Linked DNA regions of Mus musculus: region 1 is linked to region 2. Evidence: chromatin contacts called from public promoter capture Hi-C data. All regions are on one chromosome and are shown on one strand. The core of a region is the stretch at or near the end of the contact, and the rest is flanking DNA. Distances in the headings are between cores, read along the strand shown.

The links. Promoter capture Hi-C pulls out the DNA fragments that hold promoters and counts their contacts.
Region 1: a promoter capture Hi-C map of embryonic stem cells shows a contact between it and region 2, with 4 times the contacts expected there. The contact joins the promoter of Gstk1 here to the promoter of Trpv6 in region 2. A contact is called at or near these places in 8 of 39 promoter capture datasets (the 3T3-L1 cell line, the C10 cell line, the HPC-7 cell line and 5 more), 1 of 484 Hi-C or Micro-C datasets (embryonic stem cells) and 1 of 115 datasets of contacts at active chromatin or transcription factors (stem cell-derived neural progenitor cells).

The regions. Positions count from the first base shown.
Region 1 is chr6:42,243,314-42,248,374 of GRCm38.p6, forward strand. It overlaps Gstk1 (glutathione S-transferase kappa 1), which reads left to right and starts at 2,622. Exons shown (of 8, transcript NM_029555.2): 1 at 2,622-2,780; 2 at 3,237-3,318; 3 at 3,498-3,626; 4 at 4,171-4,271; 5 at 4,421-4,456. The coding sequence starts at 2,709.
Region 2 is chr6:41,635,031-41,640,514 of GRCm38.p6, forward strand. Trpv6 (transient receptor potential cation channel, subfamily V, member 6) reads right to left here and starts at 1,375. Exons shown (of 15, transcript NM_022413.4): 1 at 953-1,375. The coding sequence starts at 1,200.

The DNA of each region.
Region 1 (5,061 bases), core at 1,372-3,871, 610 kb after region 2:
AATTTATGAAAGCTGATTGTACTCCTTATTACAGACTTCACTTTCTATTCTATAAGGAGGGAACACATTCTGTTCTTGATTTTAGCTTTATTACATCTTTCAGGCAAAACTAAAACCATATCCTTAAACTTTCTTCCTAAAATTATATGAATCAAATCAGGAGTTGTATAAAGTCATTAGTACATCTAAACACCATTATTATATGAAAGTACATCTTCGTGTTGATCTGCAGGAAAATTGCCCCACAGGGTGAGCAGGAATCACTAGGTTATGTAATAGTGGCACGAAAGGCATAGAGCAGCAGGAACCAAGACTAAGTCTCTGGGCCACACCTCTCCATAGTGCACCCATCCTAGACGTGCAATATGGTAGTCTTATCTCCAAAAAAACTCACTTGCTTCCCATAGCCTTTCCTGGATGGCTTCTGTTAGAGAGCTAAAATCAACTTTTGAATAAAAATAAGCACAGATTATGTTTACTCATTTTTTACACCTACTAGATTTTGACAGACATATTTTTTAATTGTATGTAGCTGAGTATGTCTGTCTTTTACTGGGTTTTTTCCGTTTGATATTACAATTAGTCATGCTGTCTGTCATCCCAGATATGTATCAAGTGTTTGTCTGTAACTGCCTCAGCTGCTTCACTCATTTGTCTTCAACAGTTAAGTATTTGATGCTCCCAGTTTAACTGTGGTATATGTATCCAACTATATTTTACTAAAACCTCTCATCCTAATATCATTCATTGAATAATTAATCTTTTACTAAATTGAAAAGGCAGCTTATTTAAAGCTTTTCTGGGATTAATTTATGGCTCTGCTTATTGGGGTTTCAAATATAAGCATTGTCTCTACCTTATGTAAGAAGATAAAAATTTCATGCATAAATACCAATCTTTCCCTCCATCCTCCAATGTCTAGTAATTATTATTATTATGTTTAGTTCTTCTGTGGGTCCTTTGGCTACCTTATGTAGTTTTGTTTAACATTCTGTTTCAACAGCTCTAATCAGTGTCTAGGGTTCAACTGGATAAGTGCACAGCCAGTGACTCCAGTAACTGAAGGTTGTCTCTGTACCTCAAGTTTCCATTCAAAGAACTACAGTGTAATTTATTAAAGAAATAGAGAACTTATGAACCTGAGTTTCCCAACAAGCTGCTGGGTTTCATCCAATTATAAGCATCTAAGTTTAACGAACCACAGGTAGTCAACCATCAGAAGATCACGTCTTAGTACCACCAACTCCTCACCATGACCAGTTATTTCTGAGCCTTAATCACTTTTTCTGTCTGTAAATATTAAACGCCCACATTGCAGAGTGGCACTCTTTGAACCTCTCCTGATGCTACCTAATGTCTGAAGTGTTCTTTGCTAAAGGTACTCTAAGTTGTCTAAAGCTTTCTTTTAACACTAGCTATTACTCTCAGCAATATAATGGTGTAAGAAAATAAAAGTAAGTACATTTTTAACCTGTCAGTATGTGATGTGCGTATGTTTGAATATTACAATGTGGGCACCCCACATGAGGAGGTCTTTCCTTGTTGTCCACCTTGTTTAATCAAGGTTCTGAATATACAGCAGTATTATGTATGCTAAGATAAGTGGCCAGGGAGCTTCCAAGGACTCTCTTGTCTCTACCTCCTATCTCATAGTAGGAACACTGGGATTACAGATTAATGCTACTAAACACAGCATCATGTGTACTCTGAAGATCAAAAATCAGGTCAACACAGTTGCACCATTGACCCACTAAACCCCCTCCACAGACGAAAAGGGAATATATTTTTGTTTTTCCCCCCATATCATCTATAATACCAAAACTTTTAATAATAAATGATAACAATAGTATATGGTTCCAGGATATACAAAGCAACATATCAAGACCCCACCCCACTCCCCCAAAAACCCTAAATAAATGAATAATACTAGTAGCAGATGAAGTCCTGTGCCTTCCCTCTTGGGATGTAAGTCATCCTTTTGTTTAGTGTGTCCACACTGTATATATTACCTACCTCCATTTCTGTGACCACCTCCGTTATCAGATCAAGTGCTGTACTGATGAAATACTTATGTTCAAGTAACATTTTTATTATAATAAGGCACAAATTTTAGTGTGGCATGTTATGGTTCTTCTAGCATTCATCACTAATGTGCCTAATTTATAAGTTATAATTTACTGTGTGTAGAAAAAAAACATAATATGTAGAGTTTCATCTACAGTTTCAGGCATCCCCTGGGTGTGCTGTAATGTATAGAATGAAGATTTTTTAAAAGACCACTATGTCAACTGTCAAATTCATTCTAAACATTGTTCTTATCTCTGAGAAAGTGAATACAATAAAAGATGCAATTCGGAACTTCCATATTGCCGGTCTTTAAACGTCATCCAACGCAAATTTGGATCCTTGTGTATTGCCTTCTTGCTTGAGGGACAAAGTTCTAGAGCTGGCTGCACACACTTGAGATCCTTCTCTGGATCTGACCTTCCCCTTTATCTCAGACTCCGCCTTCCTCATCCGCTCTTGGTCTACCCGTGTACACCCCTGGGCCAGCCCTATAGGGCGGGGCCTCTCCCGGAGACTGCGCACTAGGGCCCTTAGCAGACCCGCCTGCAATTCGCGGACTACGATTGGCTGCTTGCTCTTCAGCTACCTAAAGCTCTTCGGCAGCCCAAGGCTTCAAGTTCACTTTCTCTCACCACTGTAGAATGGGGCCGGCGCCGCGCATCCTGGAACTCTTCTACGACGTGCTGTCCCCGTACTCCTGGCTGGGCTTTGAGGTGACACGGGGGAGCCGCCCGGGTTGTGGTCTGCGAGGCGAGTGCACAGTGGGGCACTGATCACCGGGCTGCAGAAATTCCAGTGGATGCCCTCAGGGTTAGCACAGGGTTCAGGTTCAAGTTCACTTTGTGCCTTTAAACGGACCGAGACTCCGCCAAGTAGGGTCCTGATCCTAAGGTCAAATATTCTCTTTCCACAGACCCTAGAAAGAACAGAGGCAACTCCAATGAAGCTAGGTCAAGTTCGGGGAGGGGGATCAGGGGCGCTAGGATGCTCTACGGGATGAAAACCGTACACTGGAGTAAGCATTCTGGTATCTATTTCAAAGAACTGAGAGTTTTGTCCTATTAAACCAACCAGTTCAGTGTGAAGTCCCCATCTCTGTCCAGCACTTAGAGGCAGAAGACAGCCCTCAAATGCCACACAAGCTCCCCTTCTTATCTCTGCACTTGTAGGTCCTATGCAGATACCAACACCTCTGGAATATAAAGCTGCAGTTGCGGCCCACTTTAATCGCTGGGATCATGAAAGACAGCGGTAAGCATGAAGAAGCTCCACCTCTCTGGGCAAGGAGGGTTGCTTTCTGTGGCCTGAGGGGCCTGTCCTGCACTGAGTATGCAGACCTCAGCCTAAACTAGTAGTTTGCTTTCTACTGGAGAGGTTCCAGTAGACCCTCATGTCCTCTCTCACCAGTTGTCTTAACTCTCCACTGCCAGGAAACCAACCACCTGCTATGGTTCCCCGAAAAGGCCAGTACATCTTCAAAGAGATTCCTCTCCTGAAGCAGTTCTTCCAGGTTCCCCTCAACATACCCAAGGATTTCTTTGGTGAGACTGTGAAGAAAGGTGAGGAGGAGGATGAAGAGAAGACTCGGCAGTTAAGAGCACCGGCTGCTCTTCCAGAGGACCTAATTTAATTCCCAGCACCCACAATGGTGGGTCACAACCACCTATAACTCCAGTTTCAGAGGAAACAGAAATAAATAAGTGAAGAGGGTCAGAAACACTGGGGAATGTAGTGGAGAGCAGTCCAGCTGAGGCTTTCATAGGATATCAAGAAATAAAACATGCTTGTGTGGGGAACCCAGCATCAGCTAGCCAAAAGAGAGGGATGGGAGAAGCAAGAACTGCATAGAGTAAATCCATTATGAGAAACTGGAATTAAAGACTGCAGGTGACGGAGCTTGGGGGAGTGTCTGAAAGAAGGATGAGCTTGGGGGCGTGTCTGAAGGAAGGATGAGCTTGGAGGCGTGTCTGAAGGAAGGATGAGCTTGGGGGCGTGTCTGAAGGAAGGATGAGCTTGGGGGCGTGTCTGAAGGAAGGATGACACGGTCCTCCATCAGGACAAAAGGAATAGGAATCTTAGCTCTACATGCCTCTGCCCCCACAGGAAGTATAAATGCCATGCGCTTCCTCACCACTGTAAGCATGGAGCAACCAGAGATGCTGGAGAAGGTGTCCAGAGAGATATGGATGCGTGTATGGTCTCGAGTAAGGGCTAAACTCTGAATCCTGGAGGGAGGGGACGGGGAGCTAGATGAGATTCTGACCTTGCCCGGGGCAATTTCCAGAAATAGGATCCTGCTGTCATACCGGTCTCTTTGCTATTTCCTTCTGGCTAAATGTTCTCTTCTTCTTAGGATGAAGATATCACGGAGTATCAGAGCATTCTGGCTGTGAGTGTCTAGACTGGACTCCCTACTATTGTCACAGGGAATCTGAGAACAAAGAAGGGTTCTTAACGATTGAGAAAGTTAGTGTCTGAGGGGACAGGTTACTATAAAGTTGGGATGAAGAGGATTCTTTGAAGAATGTTCTGTGGGCTATGGTTGTAGCTCGTACTTAAGCGCAGTTCATACTTAGTCTGCTTGAGTCCCTTAGTTTAATCCCCAGCCACAGCAACAAAATGTCTACTGTGGATAGCATATGAATAAAATGGGTTTGATGAAAAAAAAAAATGAAGTAAGTCAGTGTGGGAAAGGGAGGACCATGTGGGAACCCTGGATGGGAAAGGATGGAGCCTTCTGTTCTCAGGCCTCCAGGGATTCCCAGCGCAAGCTTCACTGATGTATGCCCATCACAAAGCAGGAGACTTTACCCAGACAAAAAGATAACTGACAAGTGAGAATTAAACAGATGCTCAGTGAGAAATAAATGAAAAGTGCTCAAAACATGGAGTGCATGCCAGACAGGGAGGGGGCTTTGAAAGTTAGATGTTCTTTGGAATGAAGTCAAGAAACTGAAAATGATCTTTTTCTCCTGTATACAAATGATACTTGAC
Region 2 (5,484 bases), core at 125-2,624:
GATGGAGAAAAACCTGAAGACAAAAACTTTCTGCCTTTCCTCTGTGAATACACATGCTACCTGTCACTGAATTGCCTTGGAGGGAAGCCACAAAAGCAGGACTTCCTTTTAGCATGTCACCAAATGGATGTGGAACCCCAATGGCAATGTCAGAGAGAAGAGTGCTCACAGGTTGGGCCCAAGATCCAGTGGATCATCCATTTTCCTGCTCTCAAAGCCAACTCTAAGATGCCATGAGTCAGGAGTGGCTACCAAGTAAATAGAAGGAAGTCTACTTTTAGCAGATAGAATCAAAATAGGAGATTTTCTAAGGGCTTAAACTCCAGACTCTCTCCCAGTCCCCCTAGCCTGAAAGATAGCATGGTGAGCATCTTTGGCATTGAGCCCAGGAGTCCATGCCAACCCATGAATAGAGGGGGAAGACACTCCAGGCTGCAACCGAGCATTGTTGGTTCTTTAAACTCAAGTAGCTGAGACAGATGCACAGGAATGATATGTATTTTCATATTTTTTGCCATCTTTTCTTACCTCTTTATTTATTCAGTCACTCATTCATTTCCACATGCATGCTTCTATATAAAATGTGTTTCTGTTATAGTCTGCTGTAGGGGCATGGAGTAGAGATACATAAGATATTACGCTGCCACCATCACCTTTTGGGGAGATAGCTTACAAGGGGGTAGTGAGATGCCTGGCTACTGGGGAAGTACTCACAGGAATCCTGCAGAAATGAATGGTACCTTAAGGGAAACTAACAACTGTGCCCAGGCAACTTCCCACCTGACATTCTGGCCAGCTAGGCTCACAGGCTAAGGCTCAGGAGACGGTGCTAACAAGGGGCACAAACTGTCCAGACAGGGTGCTAAGAGAAGACTCAAGCAAGCCAGGAGGGGTGGGGTGTAAGCCCTGCTGCTGCAGAGGTAGAAGACGCAGAAGCAGATGGCAAACTTACCTCTTCTGCTGCAGCAGGTTCTGCTCGTCTCGGCTCTGAGCCCAGGACTCTTGTCTGTGGAACCATCTGCAGAACTTGTTCCATAGGCAGAGTATTAACCCCTTCTCCTTGGGCAGGGACCACCCCATGGGGTGGAAGGCTGGTTCCTTGGGGGGCTGAGGCTGATGCCAGACCCCAACTGGGCTCGACCCTGGGGCCACATTGGCACCCCCAAGAGCCGGCCTGTCCTCTCTCTGTAGAGGTCCCGTCTCCTGTCTTCTGTCTCCTACTTCACCTGTGGAGCTGCTGAGGCTTCCCGTGGCTGCCCCTAGGAGCCTGAAGAGGGCTCCTGCTTTGTTCCTCTTGGCCGGGCTGGAAATCTGCTGGGCTTGTGTCTCTGGAGCTCCTGTTGGGAGTGAGCAGGAGCTATGTGGGCACTCCCTCCCTCCTCCCAAATTACCTGAGATTTAAAGAGACAGGCCCCAAAGTCCTGCCTACTGAGACCATGCGTCAGCTGCAACTCTCTCCACCCTGGAACTCTTCCCCTGTTCTTAGGTCTTCAAAGAGATTAAAGAGCTGGCCCCTGGACTTTGGGATACCCAGTGACCTTTTTCTAGGAAGGCTGGGACAGGTCAGGCTCATTGCAGGATGGAGGAACTTCTGTCTGTTTTTACTGAAGGTCTGGGTTTTAAGTTCTCTTGACTCTCAGGGTTAAATGTCTCACCTGGCCCTGAACAAATATATAAATAGCAAAAATCTCACCCACTTTGAGTTAGCACTGGTTTCTGTAAAGTACCAGACACTACATGTAAGTATTTTAGGCATTATAAACCCAGTATAGTCTTTTCTCTTTGGCTGTGGGTGGTCTCCATTATCACCATTTAATGATGTAATATCCATCCCCAAGCTAGTGAGTCAGGGTATAAAATCTAGTGGTGGAAGATTGGGATTTTTCTAGGGGTAGGTGGGTTACCAAATAAGACACAGGTTGGTCCCAGTGAGGTGGCACCAACCTGTAATTCCAGCCCTGTATATGTAGATGCAGAAAATGGAAAGTTGGAGGGCAGCCTGTGCTACACAGGGAAACTTTGTCTGGAAATTAAAGCTATAAGAATGCCTAGATAATTTTTTTCAATAAATATAAATATTTTATATGCTCTAGAGCATTTTATCTAGCAACCTCCCCATAAAGACATTGGGTCATTGCCACTGGCACTAGGCGCAACAATTGAGTGTGTCTCCACAAACTCACGTGGAACCTATAAGGCAGTTACTATTCATATTTTGCCCATGGAGATAATAGAGGTTCCAAGTGCTAGAGCGAATCCTTGAGGTCTGAGAAGTGAGAAGTGAAACCCAAACTCACCTGGTGCTCTGTAGTCTGCCCTGTTTAGGCTTTTTCATGCACTCACGCTAATAGGCAAAATGATTTCTGCCAGAGTTAAGACTTCCACAGACAAAGTCACAGGCATCCTGGGTCGCAGCAGCAGGAGCAGCAGCAGCATTGAACTGCAGCAGGGGCCAACCTGCAGATAAATCTGGCTTATTTGCCTTATGTGGAAGAACCTCTGCCTCATTCAAAATTCTTCTGCCTCCCAGGGGGCTCAATTATCTGGGATGGCAGATGGCTGTTGAAGTCACAGGTGTCTGTATGTCACTCTCCAGCTTCAGCTTGTTGTTTTCTATGTCTGATTCAAAGATCAGGAAGGCTCAATATGTGTGTGTGTGTGTGTGTGTGTGTGTGTGTGTGTGTGTGATATGCCTGTGCTCTGGGTGCTATATTGTGTATACAACATGTGTTTGACATATGGTATGTATATTTTATATGCACCTTTGATCTGTTTGTGGTGCTTCTTGTATGCAAGCTTCGTGTTGACTATGATACTGTATGGGGGTCTTATGTATGTGTATGTAGGATATGCAATGTATATATTTTTTGTTTATTGGCATTGTATGTATTGCATGTTTAATGAATGATACATCCATGGAATATATGCTTTTCATGTAATGTACACGGTACATGAAATACGTGTTTATGTTTTATGCTTAATATGCATGTAATAATGGTATGTTGTATGTATGTGTTTAGTATCTAGGTGTGGTATGCATGATGTAGTATGTGTTTGCTTGGTGGGGTGTGCCATATGTATTGTGTGGGACTAAGTTTGCATGACCAAGCTCAAGCATATGTGTGGGGGGATTTCTTGGGAGCAAAAGTAAGGTAACTGTGTGGGTGGGGTATGGAAAGGCCACCTTCAAAAGGAAAGCTGCTTGTGTTCCTGCTCTTGGGCCTAAGGCCAGGCCATACAGCCCTGAGCAAACAATGCACTTCGATTAGCTGCCTTCCCCACCCACCTAGGGTCAGTGAGTTCGAGCTGGGTGGGGGGAAGGCTAGAATCCAAACCTTGAACCCAGGACCTTTGTGCCCATTAAGCCAAGTGTTTGTCTGACGCTGACCAACTCCACCTTCTCTGTTCTTTTCAGCTCTAGGAAAGGACCCCAGTTTAGTCACCAGCGGGTGAGTGGACAACACAGCCAGGCTTCTATCATGCTGTGGAATGAAATGATAGAAAGTCAGAAGGAAGAAGTAATTTTCTAATATCTTTCCTCTTTTTGCTTGGCTTCCTTCACTTGGCTTTGTTGTCAGACGGGTAGTGCTACAGATGGGACATTGACAATAGTATCAAAATGAGTAGAGGTACAATTGGGGTGACTTGACAGTCACAAATTTGGACATCAAAATTCTCTCTTTTTGTAGCCCACATCACATTCTTAGGGCAGAATGAGGCTGTAGACTATTGTCTTTATCCAAGGTCTGACACTGGCACCCCCATCAGGCCCTTCCAGTCCTGCAGTTGACAGGTATGTCCCCCTATACCTCCTGGACTTCTGGTTTTGAGGGGACAGAAAGCATCTGAAGATCACAGTAGCTTTGTCCCCATGCCACCACTGAGAGAGGAATTAGTTTGACCTCCTAGAGCCAAGAGATACTCTCATGTTGCATGCTATCTGTGTTTGAGTGAGGGGCACACACAGGCTATCACAGGGATTGGTCTGAAGTTGTGAGACTTGTAATCTCACTATTTCTAAATCCTGATGACAAGCCTGAGGAGACTTGTGACACCGAGCCTGCGATTTAGCATCCTCTACCATGGTCAGCAGACGACAAGTCTAGAACAGGCCAAGGCACTGCACAGGAGCAGTTCATTCTGTCTGTTTCTTTTTGCTTTGAACTTAACCTCCACTCCCATTATATGCTGGGGTGATGGGGAGGCATCAAAATATTAATGACCCCCTCTAGGGGTCACATGAAGTGGGGCTAGAGAGGTTAATGAGATTATATGTGTCTATCTGGGCTTCTGTGTGAGAATGGGCCTGAAATACCAGATTCTGCATTTGGTATGGTTGCTGAACCTAGGTACTGTGCATTCTGGAATAATTTGTTTTCCTGTAGGACCTGATGCATGCATCTTTCAATGCTTAGCAACTTCTGAACCTCTAGTCCCTAAGTGACAATAGTCTCCCTTGCCAACATCTTCAAGAAGCAAAATCAACTTTCATTGAAAGCCACTGATAGAGTATAAAGTATGTGTGTGCTTTATACTTGGCTAGTGGGTAGGCAAAAATTGCTTTGGATATATATATGATATGATATATATGTAGCATACAATGTGTGCTTCTGTGTATGTGTGTTGTATATGTCATAGTTTATGAAGTGTACATATAAGTTGAATGAAATGTATGTGGGGGTGGTACATACTATGTTTGGGTGTGGTGTGTACAGCAAGTAGAATTTGTAATACGTGCAGTGTATATACATGTGGGATATGCAGTATTATGTGCTATGTATGTATTTAACATATGCTTGCTAATATGTATATGTTGTACCTATGATGTATTGTTAGGGTATGTATGCATTTGGCATATGTTGTATGTATGTTTATTATATGTAGAATGTACATGTGTATGTGGTACATATATGTAGTTTTACTATTATGCAATCTATGTTTGTATGCCTTATATGTGTATGTGTTTGTTGAGTATGTATGTATTGTGTTATATGTATATGTAGTGGATAGTTTGTTCACATGTGTGTGTTGCACATGTATGGTATGTAGGCATGTATATCTATGTCTAAAGCTCTTTGTAGTCTCTGCAGAACTCTGTATTTCTGGCTTCATCGTCCTCTCCAGTTCTTCTTCTTTCTCTTTCTAGTGACTCTCTCTGCCCATGCTTCTTATTTTGGGCCCTCCAGGAAAATGTTTATAGGCAGTTTGTTCAGCAGAAGATCTGGACTGCTGATGGCTGGCAGACAGTGGGGTCTTTAGGGATGAAGCTAGGGCAGGACAGGGAGGAGAGAGAGGTCAGAACCGGTGCTCACTGAGAGTGGAGTTTGTTCCAGTCACTGGGTTCAAAAGCCCTGAATGCCAACTCATAAAGCCAGTAGAAGAGCTTGACAGGTTAGCAGGTGAACGGGCACATACCACACACACACACACACACACACACACACACACAAACACAGCACCACCCAGGGGCCACCATGTCTGATT